2 separate regions of the Zea mays genome follow, and region 1 is linked to region 2. Evidence: chromatin contacts called from public Hi-C data. All regions are on one chromosome and are shown on one strand. The core of a region is the stretch at or near the end of the contact, and the rest is flanking DNA. Distances in the headings are between cores, read along the strand shown. Region 1 holds the start of LOC100280504 (G protein-coupled receptor). Region 2 holds the start of LOC103629872 (nucleolar GTP-binding protein 1).

Evidence for each region. Hi-C and Micro-C count contacts between places; a contact is called where the count stands out from the background.
Region 1: a contact with region 2 is called in a Hi-C map of leaf, with 6 times the contacts expected there. The contact joins the promoter of LOC100280504 here to the promoter of LOC103629872 in region 2. A contact is called at or near these places in 3 of 25 Hi-C or Micro-C datasets (leaf and tassel).

Annotation. Positions count from the first base shown.
Region 1 is chr6:119,613,036-119,619,447 of Zm-B73-REFERENCE-NAM-5.0, reverse strand. LOC100280504 (G protein-coupled receptor) reads right to left here and starts at 4,158. Exons shown (of 9, transcript NM_001153424.2): 1 at 3,878-4,158; 2 at 2,734-2,765; 3 at 2,233-2,402; 4 at 1,026-1,120; 5 at 621-722; 6 at 432-488; 7 at 1-98. The coding sequence starts at 4,072.
Region 2 is chr6:119,342,121-119,348,107 of Zm-B73-REFERENCE-NAM-5.0, reverse strand. It overlaps LOC103629872 (nucleolar GTP-binding protein 1), which reads right to left and starts at 2,389. Exons shown (of 3, transcript XM_008650971.3): 1 at 2,212-2,389; 2 at 1-1,398. The coding sequence starts at 1,368. LOC100193390 reads left to right here and starts at 2,397. Exons shown (of 7, transcript NR_178224.1): 1 at 2,397-2,575; 2 at 2,702-2,798; 3 at 3,051-3,550; 4 at 3,936-4,042; 5 at 4,311-4,360; 6 at 4,574-4,680; 7 at 5,185-5,630. It overlaps LOC100283690 (peroxiredoxin bcp), which reads right to left. Exons shown (of 3, transcript NM_001156591.3): 3 at 5,838-5,987.

The DNA of each region.
Region 1 (6,412 bases), core at 2,909-5,408, 270 kb before region 2:
CTGTGCCCTGGATTGGCAAAGTCATAAAGACGATTGATAGTTGCAAACGCCCATGAACCGATTAGAATTAGAGGGTAATAACCCCATCGGTTAAATGCCTGCAAAAAACAAGCAATCGTGTGTGGCTCAAATAAACTTTTATCCACTTGTTTTTGCATATAACGAAGAGCTGTCTGTATAGAGGTAATTAGGACAGGAAGGGAACATGATAGAGAAGGTTGAGCACACTCGATAACATGTTTTCATCAAAGGAGCTGGCATATTGTCTGTTAGTTTATCTACAATCCCGGATGTATAAAATTTACGAGAGCATGTAAGCTATCTTGGGAAGTAAAAAAGGATGTCGATAACAATCAATAGGAAAGGGGAAAATACTCCAGCAGAAGCACTGAAGCAGAAACAACGCCAAATATTTGTTGAGGATTTCGTACCTTCCTGCCTGCCCTAATGTCAGACTGATTTGATTGATCACTTATGCCAGCAGCCATCTAAAAAATCATGAGATTTTTAAAATTCAGAACATGCAAGAAAAATTAGCAGAATGTGCCAAATAGTTCACAATAAAGATCACAGTAACCTTCAATGTACACGGGAGAATTGTTGAGAAAAAGTCTGCTAACCTGCGTTGCATTATTCAGCATGCGGTTTACTTCATAGTATGTAAACCCATTGTACAAAATGGCACCCCAAAGTGGAAGATAAAAGGTTATTAAATGTAGGACCTGCAAGTAAGGTCAATTTAGTGAAAGAATTTCTATTCTGGTGACAAAATTGGAATTTCAGTTTAAATTCATTGTCTAGCTGAGGATAGTGACTTTTCATAGTCCAAGAAAAATATGTTGGAAATTCCATATAAATTGTATAAAACTCCCTTAGAATTCAAACATAGATGAGCTTATACAAAAATTGTCTTTAACGTAATAAACCGAACTTCACTTAACATAACTCTCGAAGAAGTGGCACATACTACTAATGTTTGTGTAATAATCAAGGAAAAAACTAAAACAACACAAAAGATCACATGCCTTTGCCATGCTTCCCTGCTGAATCCAGCACCAGGTGCCTGGTCTTCCGTAGTCACTTCCTATCGAACGTAATACAGTGGTAGATAGTGAAGTTCCTGGAGAAATAAATAAATAAAAACTCAAAACCATTTATAACTGTTTTTTATAGCTGGCACAGTGACATATTGACACATGGCTTCCAAAGTAAATCATTAAAATAGTGACCTACTGTTAAAAATGGAGTATGCCTACCTACAGTACATCAGATAAAAAGATTCGAAACAGACATAAGAGAGAACAGCTACATATTGGTCCCAAAATAAGATGATGCAACCAAACTGTAAAACTAAAAGAAACATATACATGAAAATGCAGATAAAGGCAACAACAATGAAAACAATGGACCATTTGAGCATGCTGATCTGCAACAAAATATCCAGGGATGGGACAATCAAATTGGAAACAGAATCTATAGCCTGAGATACTAGGGCGTTTGGCAGAGCTCCCACAGCTCTGCTCCCAGCGAGAATCACTTCTAGAAAGCCAAGTGGCTAGAAACTGAATTGCTCCATGGTGAGAGTGAAGTGAATTTAGTCTCCATTTTATACTAGAGAGTGGAAGCCAAAAAAACATGCTTCCCGTTGCTCCCAACCTGCTCCCCACACTCTAACCTCTCATGAATCACTTCACGCACAATTTGCCAAACGGTTTTCGTCAAATAGATTCACTTCTACTTGAGAATTATTTGGAATCACTCTATTGGAGAATTAGCTCTCGGAGCTAGAGAATCATGGAGCGGAGCTCTACCAAATGAGGCCTAAACATATTAACAATTAAATAAATTCAACAGTTATAGACACAGGTGCAGATTATGGACAGGTAAATGGATTGGAACTTGCAAGATTGGCTTCTTACACGGCACAGAAGGACCCAAAAGTAACAGAAGAAACTGATGAAAATAAGTACACACATTGAATCTAAAAAAATTCTAAGGGACATTATAACCTATGTGTTATCAAACAGTTGCAACACAATACATCAAACATAAATAAATGGTATGGACAATTTTAGCTTTTGTCAAGAACACTGAATCATATGGATAAAAATTTGTTATTTCTTTCAACACAAGGTCTCTCCAGAAACTGTTCTCTAACTTGTCCAAAATGTTACTTAATTTGGAAAATATAAATTCAAACAAAGGCAAATATGTAATCGACAGTTTGCATACCCCACACATATAAGTGGAAAATAGATCCAAATTCTTCAACATCAGTTTTGTGTTTTACAACTGTGCGATGCAGAGTGAATGATATGGTGGTTGTCCATAGAAAAGAAGCCACACAGAAGAAATGAGCACTGTAGTCATGTGCAAAGCAGTAAAATGCATTCGATGGCCCCCTGCAACATAAGAAAACATCGTTAAGAAATGTTTTACCATGAGCACATAACCAAAATATGCATTCAGACACAGAGACAAATGAGAGAAAGAATAGTCTGGTGTGTTTTTCTTAAACAAAAAAAACAATTATTCTGTTTTAATACTGGCATTGATATTTCTTAGTAAGCAGAATACAAGGGTAAGGTTCAAATTACTTGGCCATGAATTGAATAATAAGCATAACTGATTCTGCATATCTTCATTCTGGTAGGCTGTTAATAGCAAAAGTAAATTAACACTGAGCATGAAACTGAGGAAGTATTTATGTGTAGGAGAAGAAATGCAACATACCCCAATATAGTGAATAAGCTGCAAAACATATCCTGCAATTGACAACAAAGTTATCATAAAACATGAAACAGCTAGAGCAATAGCAATAATGAACAAACCAAGCTTCAGCTAATGTTTCTATGTGTCAGCTAAGCAACTAGACATGTAACATCATTTTTTTTCCTTTTTCTCAAAAACAAACTAGTTGTCAAGTGATGAACTAGTTAACTAGGTGCTTATTATGGCCATTGGTTTCAATATTCAACAAAATAAGTAATATGACACCAGCTGATTCCATATTTAAGAATGAACTCTGAACTATATGTATGAAAAATATGCTCCCATTCCCATCTAGTGATCTAGGCAGTAGGCACTATCCAATTGGAGGCAGAGCACATGTGTCCCTGCAACAAATCATAGACTCAAGACTTCAAGGGGGTGTTTGGCATAACTCTGCTCCACTCTAAAGCAACTCTGCTTCAAAACTCTAGGTGGAGCAACTGTGCTCTGGAGTCTAGATTGCTTTCTCATAAGTGCCAGTGGTGGATAAATACCTTCAAACTCCATGTATAGGTTGCTTTTTAAGAATACTGCAGCCTCAAAACTCTATGGAGTTTATAACTCTAGAGTTAAGGTATTGGCTAGCTCTGGCCAGTTTCTCTTGGAGTTTTGCTCTCGAGCGATGCCAAATACCCCTTAAATATCTTAGTGTCATACTTTAACCACTGGAATTGGAATGGTGTTTCAAACAAAATCCAAATCCAAGTGTAAAACATGTACAGTATGTGCTATGACGGCACTAGACTAAGGTTATCACACAACTGTTGAAATCTACCTCGTAGGTGAAAATTGACGATGGTATGCACATTTCTGAAGGTCCAGTTCCCTGCTTACTGATGACACCAGATTCTGGAGAAGTGGAGAACTAATGCATCTAATATGCATAAAATTAACTCACACCTCTTCTAAACTAAGGGTGTGTGATGAATGACCATTTTCCTTGCTAGCCATGAACGACTATTTTCAATGACACTGAAGGCTAACACCTAGCGGCTCTGTGGTTATTCATGGCTATTTTTGAAATAACAGCCACGATACATCGCACAACTAGCGGCTCAAACCCGAAAACCCTTGAAAAGCATCTAAGTTCGAGCAGGCCACTCACCGAGACGGCTAGGTAGAAGACGAGCTTGAAGGAGAACTTGCGGAGCTCGCGGAAGAGGAGGTAGCAGATCACGATGAAGGAGGAGCCTGCCAGCGAGAGCGCCGCAGCGCCAGTGCCCACGGCATCGAGGATCTGCCGGTCCCGCAGTGCCTGCCTCATCGCCGCCGACGCCGCCGCGGCAACGGCCGGAGCCATCGCCGGCGATCTATGGGACGGGGGATGTCAAGTGAAAACGACCGGGGGAATTGTTGATTGCTGGGCTGGATTGGGTTGGGAGTTGTGAATTGTGACCCCGACTGCCTTCACCGTGAAGCTAGTGTGTAATTATCTGGGCTTTCCTCGGTAGTTGGCCTCCTGCGTTATCTTTTTTTAAAAAAAAATCCTTACATTTCTTCAAAATCAATTCAGCCTAAAATGAATGTTAAAAAGCAGGGCAACAGATAAGCTTTAAACCCACAATATGATAGAAGTGTTAAGTAACCCTAGTTAGGGTTATATAGGCAAATACCTGCTTTGCTCCTGAGGGGTCTCACATCTCTATATAAGGTACCTGTACACCCCTCATAATACAGAGATCAGAAAGAGGCCAGAGGCCCAACCCTATATCATGTGTATCGTGTGTTTCCTCTGTCGTGCTTATGGGAAGGGAGACGGGTTCTCTACAGCTTCTTGCACCTCTACTGCTGACGGGAGGGAAGGAAGCGGATCTGGTGATCCGTGGTAACGTAGTTTTCAACACGTTATCAGCACGCTCTACCTCCACGTTGCTGCGGGATCAGATCTGCATCAACTCTTCATCGAGCCGGCAGGTCACCGGCCTAGCCGAACTGTCCTACGCGACAGACTTCGATTACCCTCTACGCAATCGAACGGTATTTTTTTAGATCTACTGTTCATAGGATCTCACCTAGCGGAACTTCCTGCTCTCATGTTTGTTTCGGTGGGAGTCCTTGCTGCTCCACAATCTCTGGTGGGTTCCAAAGAACGTGCCCATGCAACAATCCGCCTAGCGCGCTGCACTGACCTGACGTCGCGCACCGCTGATCCTACTGCGTCGCGTGGGCCCGCTGCTCAATGCGCCTCCGCTGCGGGCATCCTGGCTACCTCGCTGGCGGGCCTCGATCGTGCGTCACACGCGCAGAGAGGAGTGGATCGTCCATGCAGGCAGTTACTGACCGCGAACTTGACTCCGCTAATTGCTCCTACGATAGATACAGGTGGGGCCACTGACTTGCTTGCATGCTGCCGTGAACTCGTGATGGTGCATGTATGTGATGGCGCATGGAAGTAATGGCACATACATGCAACTGCATGGCTGGAGGCCTGGAGCCTTGCGCCCTTGCCCATCCGGACGTGCATGCAAGATTAAAGACGGGCATGTAAGATTAATGAAGTGGAGTCAACGCCTCCAGCTTTTGTGGGTCCTTTTTAGATTTCTTTTCTTCGTGATGAAAAAATGAGAACCAGAATCGTGGACTAGTTCAGTTGGGTTCAGTTATACCTGAATAAAACAGATTTTATGTTACGGTTCCTACTCTAAGTAATTATTTTCTACAATAAATATTAGTAAAAAATACATGCTCTATATTATTTATTCTATTTATTTCCTGTTGTAAATAACAAGTAGAATAAAGCATATTTTATGTTACAATTTCTATTTTAATTAATTATTTCCGGCAGTAAATAATTAGTAGAAAAATACATATTTAAATATGGAAAATGCTTTTTACACCTGATGTGTTATGCTCATGCAATAATTTTGGTGTCTATTTTTCTGCTTTTATTTCTCGTAGCGGATATTTAGCAGAAAATTATTAAAATGCATGTAAAATCTATATTGTTCATACTTAAATTGCTCTAAATATTTGTGTTGCGTTGAGCTTCAGACTCACGCCGAGCGATTAAATGGTATAGTGGGTACACAGATGTGGCGATCAGGTTACATTATTAATCGGCTGAATTAAGACATTGGCTAAACATTGGCTGCGCCCTGGCAACACGTCATAGTATTTATGTCGTTCGAACTTGGTTGCGTCATGTGATTGCTATGTCGCACTCTTGCTTAGTCGGATCGCTCCCGTTGAGTCGGACCGCCATTGCCGAGTCGCGTATTTTTCGCATGCCCTGCAGGCACTGTCTGTCTCCCGTGATCATCGAGTCACAATTGCGCCTGTTGCGCACATTACGTGGACTTATCGTGTACCCCGATTACCGAGCCATAATTGTGCTTGTTGCGTTAATTACGAAGGCTGGCTGTGTTGTCGTAGCCCTGATGGCCACACACGCGTTGACACCAGACACTAGAGCTTGTACTCGTGTGGATTGTGGTGGGTTATTCAAGCCCCTGAAGTCACATTATACGCAACCTTCATAAACAATTTTGTTTGGCTCTATATTTTATTTGACTGTGTTGTGTGGCATTATATATTTATATATCGCCAAGTGGCCATAACAACTATATCAAGCTCTATAGTGCTTGAATAATCTGGGAAATTAAATTGAAATATAATGAAACATAGATAAGTTAATTCTTTG
Region 2 (5,987 bases), core at 1,140-3,639:
CAGAAAATCTGCAACGTTGTGACCATCCAGTATCTCTGGAAGAATATCTTCCTTCCATTCATCATTAGCCAATATATAATGTTTCTTGAGACTTGCAGAATATACCCCAGCACCTCCATTCTCATTCTCAATGTCCTTCTCAAGCTTCTTCTTTTCCTTAGCAGCAGCATTTGCCCTAGCTTCCAGAACAGCCGGAGGGATGCAAACAGGCCGCTCCTTGTTGTCACGAGGCTTTGGAACAGCAACATGAAACCTATTCAAGCAATCCATCATCTTCTTTGATTTCATCTTCACATCCACCCTCTGTTCAAGAAGCCTCTCGCATGCAGCATTTTTCACAGCCATTACACCATCATCTGTTAAAGTGCTCATAGTCAATAAAACACCCTCTTCATTAGGACCAACAGCTTGAGTTATAGTCTTCATAGCCTCTGCCTTCATCTCCATGACTAACTTCATGTCATCCTCAGAAAGCCCTTCAAGTGGCTGCAAGTCAGTCTTGTTGCACACAATGACCAAAGGCTTATTCATAAACAGAGACTTTATACTGTGGAAGAGTGCAGCTTGCTGAGCGATACTGTACCCACAAGATCCAGAAATGTCTAGAAAGAACAACACCGCAGCCCTCAAGTGTGCCAGCGCAGTGATGCTACACATTTCTATGATGTTCCTATCTTCAAAAGGCCGGTCAAGTATACCTGGTGTGTCAATCACTTGGTAGCGCAGGTACTTGTAATCTGTGTGGCCAACAAACAGGGATTTTGTTGTAAAGGCATATGGCTGGACATCCACATCTGCCCTTGTAACCTTGTTCATGAACGAACTCTTCCCCACATTTGGATATCCACAAATCAGCACAGTACGGGTGTTCGGGTCTATGGATGGAAGCCTGGCCATGTGCTGCCTGATCTGCTCCAAGTAAGCCAAACTAGGACTGATCCTCTTCACAACAGTGCACATGCGACCTAGTGCAGCCACCTTCAAACACTTGCACCGGTAAAGGGAGTCTCCATACTTGAGCAGCCTCAAGTAGTCCTTGGATATCTTTGCAATGATATTCCTAGCTGTGTTGATTTGACCCAGCGCAAGCTTGTAGTGATCCTTGTTGTAGAGCACGTGGAGGAGATCACCATAGAAAGGGTGGATGTCATCCAGTCGAGGAAACTCATCGATGATGGTGGAGAGCTTTTCATAGAAGTTCTGCTGGGAATATCTAACCTTGCGCATGTAAAACTGGCGAATGCGGGAGATAGCATATCCCTTGTGGACAACAGTCGGTGTCTGCCTTTGAGTGCGGGACAGGATTATGTCAATGAAGTCCTTCCCGGGAGGGACAACAGTGATCTTCTTGAAATTGTATTGCACCATCTTGGTGATACAAAACTTGAATACCTATTCCTGTAAAACAAGAACATGTAAATGCAACATAACATAACAACAACAATAAGAAGAAATAAAAAATTCGAAGACATAAGCAACAAACAATGTCTGCAAGCATTAGTTCTGAAATGTTATAAAAAGCGTCAAACATGTATCTCCATCTCCACAAGATGGTACAGATTAATTCGACAACACAAAATCAGACCAAAGATGGAGACAAACCGATTCCCATATTAAGTTGAACATGCTATTAGCGCACTGAGAAACTATTGCTTTAGAATACTCCATGGCAATGAACCAATTAAATTACACGGCACCTTGCTATGACCCACAAGAAAGCAAAAGCAAATGAAACTGGCATCAGCAAAACCTAAGACGAGAACAAATCATATTCACCTTCAGGCAAGAGTGTTTTTTTGTTGCTTAAAGCTAAGCTAAGGAAATACATGATGCCAGTAAGTGACTACAGACATCCTTTGCCTGGCTAAGAACAGAACAATCTTGATTGACTGCACAAAATCAACACAGAAGAAGTTGCATAAAACCAATTTAAGGTTGCAGTAGTCATGCTGGAACAGTGGAACTACCATAGTATTCGTACAGCCAACCCGAACCTTAATTCTCCCATGTCACGTCTAAGCACCAGCTAATTGGTCGCTAACATATCAATCAAACGCTCGCACAAAACCATAAAAAACACATCTATCTGATCTCTAAGGATTACAGAAAACAGTACACCAGATCCCACAACACAGAATTATCAACAGCCCCGACCGATAAAACCATAAAGAAGCACACGCGCAAGAAGAAACGATACATGGCGCTGCTAACCTCGTTAGGCGCTCGGAGGAAGAGGACCGATTTGTCGGCAAGAGAGGTCGCGCCCTCTCCGCCAAGTGCTGCTGGAGGCGGCGCGGGTGTTCTCCCGCTCTGGCGGCGGACGGGGAAATGAGGGTTCGGGCGGGTTTCTCCGAGAATAGAATCTTATAGCTTGGGCCTTGATGTGCTGGCTTTGTTCGGCTTATATGCATAGTACTTCTTTAAATGGGCCATGCGGCCCATTTCCTGCGGTGGCGGCGGCTTGTGTGTGCAAACTCCTGTACGGCGTCTCACGCCTCACCCCAACTCGCTCCCTTCCCCGTGCTTCCCGCCGTCGTGGAGAGGTCACGCGGCTGGTTCCCGCCGCTTCCGGACGGTTCGGCCTTCCAGCTTCCCCTTGAGTTCACCACGTTTTGTGACGCAAGCTAGCTGAACCCTACTGATTGCTCTCCCAGCGCACGGTGGTTGTTGCGCTGATTCGTTGTCTTGTGAGCTGTTCTAGGGTTCCGAGGGAGGAGGATCAGCTGCCGCGATGTTCCTCAGGATCTCTCGTCTCGGGGCGCGGCTTCTGCGCGAGTCTGGAGCGGAGACGAGAGCTGGTTGGCATCCCCACTTTCCTCCTAGTTCATTTCCCTCTATTATTGGTGGCCTAGTCGTTGTTGGCTTATTGCCCATCAATTGTGGTGAAATTTTGCTAACTTAGACCAGCTCTATGATTCTGAGGGATGTTAATCTTGCAGTTCATACTAATGTTTCTTGCATCTTGGCTTTGGGATTCTCCTGAGTTTATGTATTGCTCAGCCTTGGTGTCTCCTTATATACTGTTGATTGTTGCTACATTTTTCTGGCAGGAAATTTGCTAAGCAGTCCAGGCATTTTGTATCAAGCTCATCTTAACCAGCATTCGACCAGAGTGGTGACTTCTACTGTATTATCGTTGTTAAGAACTAAAGATTGGTAGTGAATAATCTATTTAGATGAACATGTTCCCAATTACCATTCATTCTTGCTAATAGTAAATGTATCACTAGTTATTGATTCACTTAATGATCTACATTGATTTGGACTATATCTATTATTTTCATGATTTGGTTTCTATTCGATGAATCTATCTATACATTCCCCATTCTGAAACGGCTGTTGCAAAAGAAGATCGGCATTATTTTTCCTCAGCAAGTTAGCTTTTTTAGAGAACTACAAGCAAAGCCTTTGTACTTTTGTACTGCAGGAGTGATGGTTTCTATCTCAAGTTTATTTGTATTAATTTTTTGTTTATATATTTTCAGCGGAATGTCCTTTTCTCAACTGCAACAAGTGGTGATCAGGATGAAAGCAGTCAGGCAAAGGATAAGTAAGTGCATTTGTGTCTTGTTCATGGTTTTTAAAGCGGTAAGGCGAGGCAAGGCGTTGGACCTCCGCCTGGACGCCTAGGCGACGCCTTAAGAACAGTGATTATGTTTCATCCTCTATATATAACTAAATTTGAACTCCTTGGTTGTTTTGTATCTTGGAACCAGGTATCAGATTAGCCCAGTTCCTTCTAACATGGAATTCTTTTGTTATTGTTGTCTCTCCATTTAAGGAGCTGCTCCTTCCACACTTAGAGGAATAGATGCCACTAAACAATAGCTTGATCAGTTTTACTGAATTGTTAGGGTTGAGCTTTCAATAATTATTTTCAGTAGAGGCAGTCCTCTGATGACTGATGTGGTTATTTTTCTCTGTATTATGCACAGAATCTCGGTAACATTTGTTAACAAGGATGGCTCAGAAAAGACAATACGTGTTCCAGTTGGAATGTCCATGTTAGAAGCTGCTCATGAAAATGACATAGAGCTTGAAGGTACAAATATTACAAAGATGTGCACTTCTATTCTAGTGTGGGTATTGTGTTTATGGTTTTGTAGTCAGTTCATGCTTGGTGATAAGAATATGTCATATATGGATCTTTTTTATATAAAAACTAACTAGTCATGTTCAATCACCTGGCTCCATGGTTTTTCCATTTTTCATCAATACATTAGGTATCGTAGTCATTCCTTTTTATGTTCTATTCACTGATTTTCAGCTGTAATTCATGATAACATTCCCTGCTATTGTGTCTACTGCAGGAGCATGTGAGGGTTCACTTGCGTGTTCTACTTGTCATGTAATAGTAATGGTATGCTCACTATATACTTTTTCAAATTTATATTAATATACTATTAGTAATGCCATTTTATTTTTTACAGTGTTTTTTCCTTTGTGTGGCTCATGTTGGGTTTCATCTCTAGCAGTCTAACCCGCCTTAATTTTCTTGGGGTTATGTTGTTGTTGTTGCCGATATTCTAGTTTTGCTGCTAACTGCAACTTTTTAAATTTTTATCTTATCCAGGATGTAAACTACTATAACAAATTAGAAGATCCAGCAGATGAAGAAAATGATATGCTTGACCTTGCATTTGGGCTCACAGAGACGTAAGTCAAGACCCTTCGAACAGAGTAACTTGCTTCTCTTATTATTTTGTCTCCAGAATCTTGCTATCTGTGTATCACAGAAACAAACATTTCAATATTTTAGGTCCTGGGAGTAATTGTCAGAATCTGTTCTAAATTTGGTGATCATGGGTGTTTAGGTAGCAGAAATAGTGGGCCTTGGACAAGGTCCAACTTTTTTCTTAATAATAGTCTTGAAAGTTTCAAAGCTAGTGTATAGTCTGCATGGCTAACTGCTGTTACAGTGGCACCTAGGCAATAGGCATATTAAGTATGTTCATGAACAATCGAAAGTAAGACAACTCCAACTAGTTTTGTAAGAAATAAGTAATTTGGCCTTTTTTTGCGGATCAATGCTTTTTTAAAAATATATATATATACAGAAAAATAATGCATTAGATGAATCAAAGCATTAAGAAATCCATGCAGCCCCCACCGGTAGTATTATTTAGAGGTGGATTGCCGTAGTTTCACAACTCTAACAATCTGACTTGTTGGAACTGTATCCAGATCTCGCCTCGGCTGCCAAGTGATCGCGAAGCCTGAACTCGATGGTATTCGGCTGGCATTACCTGTAGCCACAAGAAACTTCGCGGTAGATGGCTATGTACCGAAACCACACTGAAGACAGTTATGTACACCACACTGAAGACAGTTATGTACACCACACTGAGGCAGTCATCTTGGGGGGCACGGATTCGTACAAGTCAATTTTGTAGTTTATAACCTGTATAACCTAACTACACCTTTGCTACTTGTAGTCGGGGTAGCTTAGGACTACCTTGTTGAGGGAGGGTTCGTTCATTGATGAACCCCTCCATTACTCCCAGATAACAGTGCTTCCTTCATCTGGGCGAATAAACATCTTTCGTTTTGTGCGAGAGTATGTAGTGTACTCAGAAATATTTGCATTGTAGTGCTCCCAATATTTGATCTTTTGCTACCTAGGTTGCTATTCTGTTCATAGAAATGTAGCATGTATTTTAGGACCCCCAACAACCGCTACGGCCAAGTCGGTCTAGATCGGATAGTGAAGTTTTTAGGCGTATTCTCTTGCGACTTGAGACGAGGCGAGAATAGCGAGATGGTGAGGCGTGGACGAGGTTGCCGCCAGTGGAGTGAAGTGACGAGGCAACTGGAGTATGCGCACGGACGTTCGTGTGGTTGCAAGCAGGCTTTACCTCCACAGATGGATGTATCGATCACAATCCTGACCGGTTTGGGTTGAACGAGCTACAACATCTGAGACTGTCGACCAAAAGTACAGTTGTAATACAAGTGAAACTGACCATGACAAACAGGAAGATGCTGGT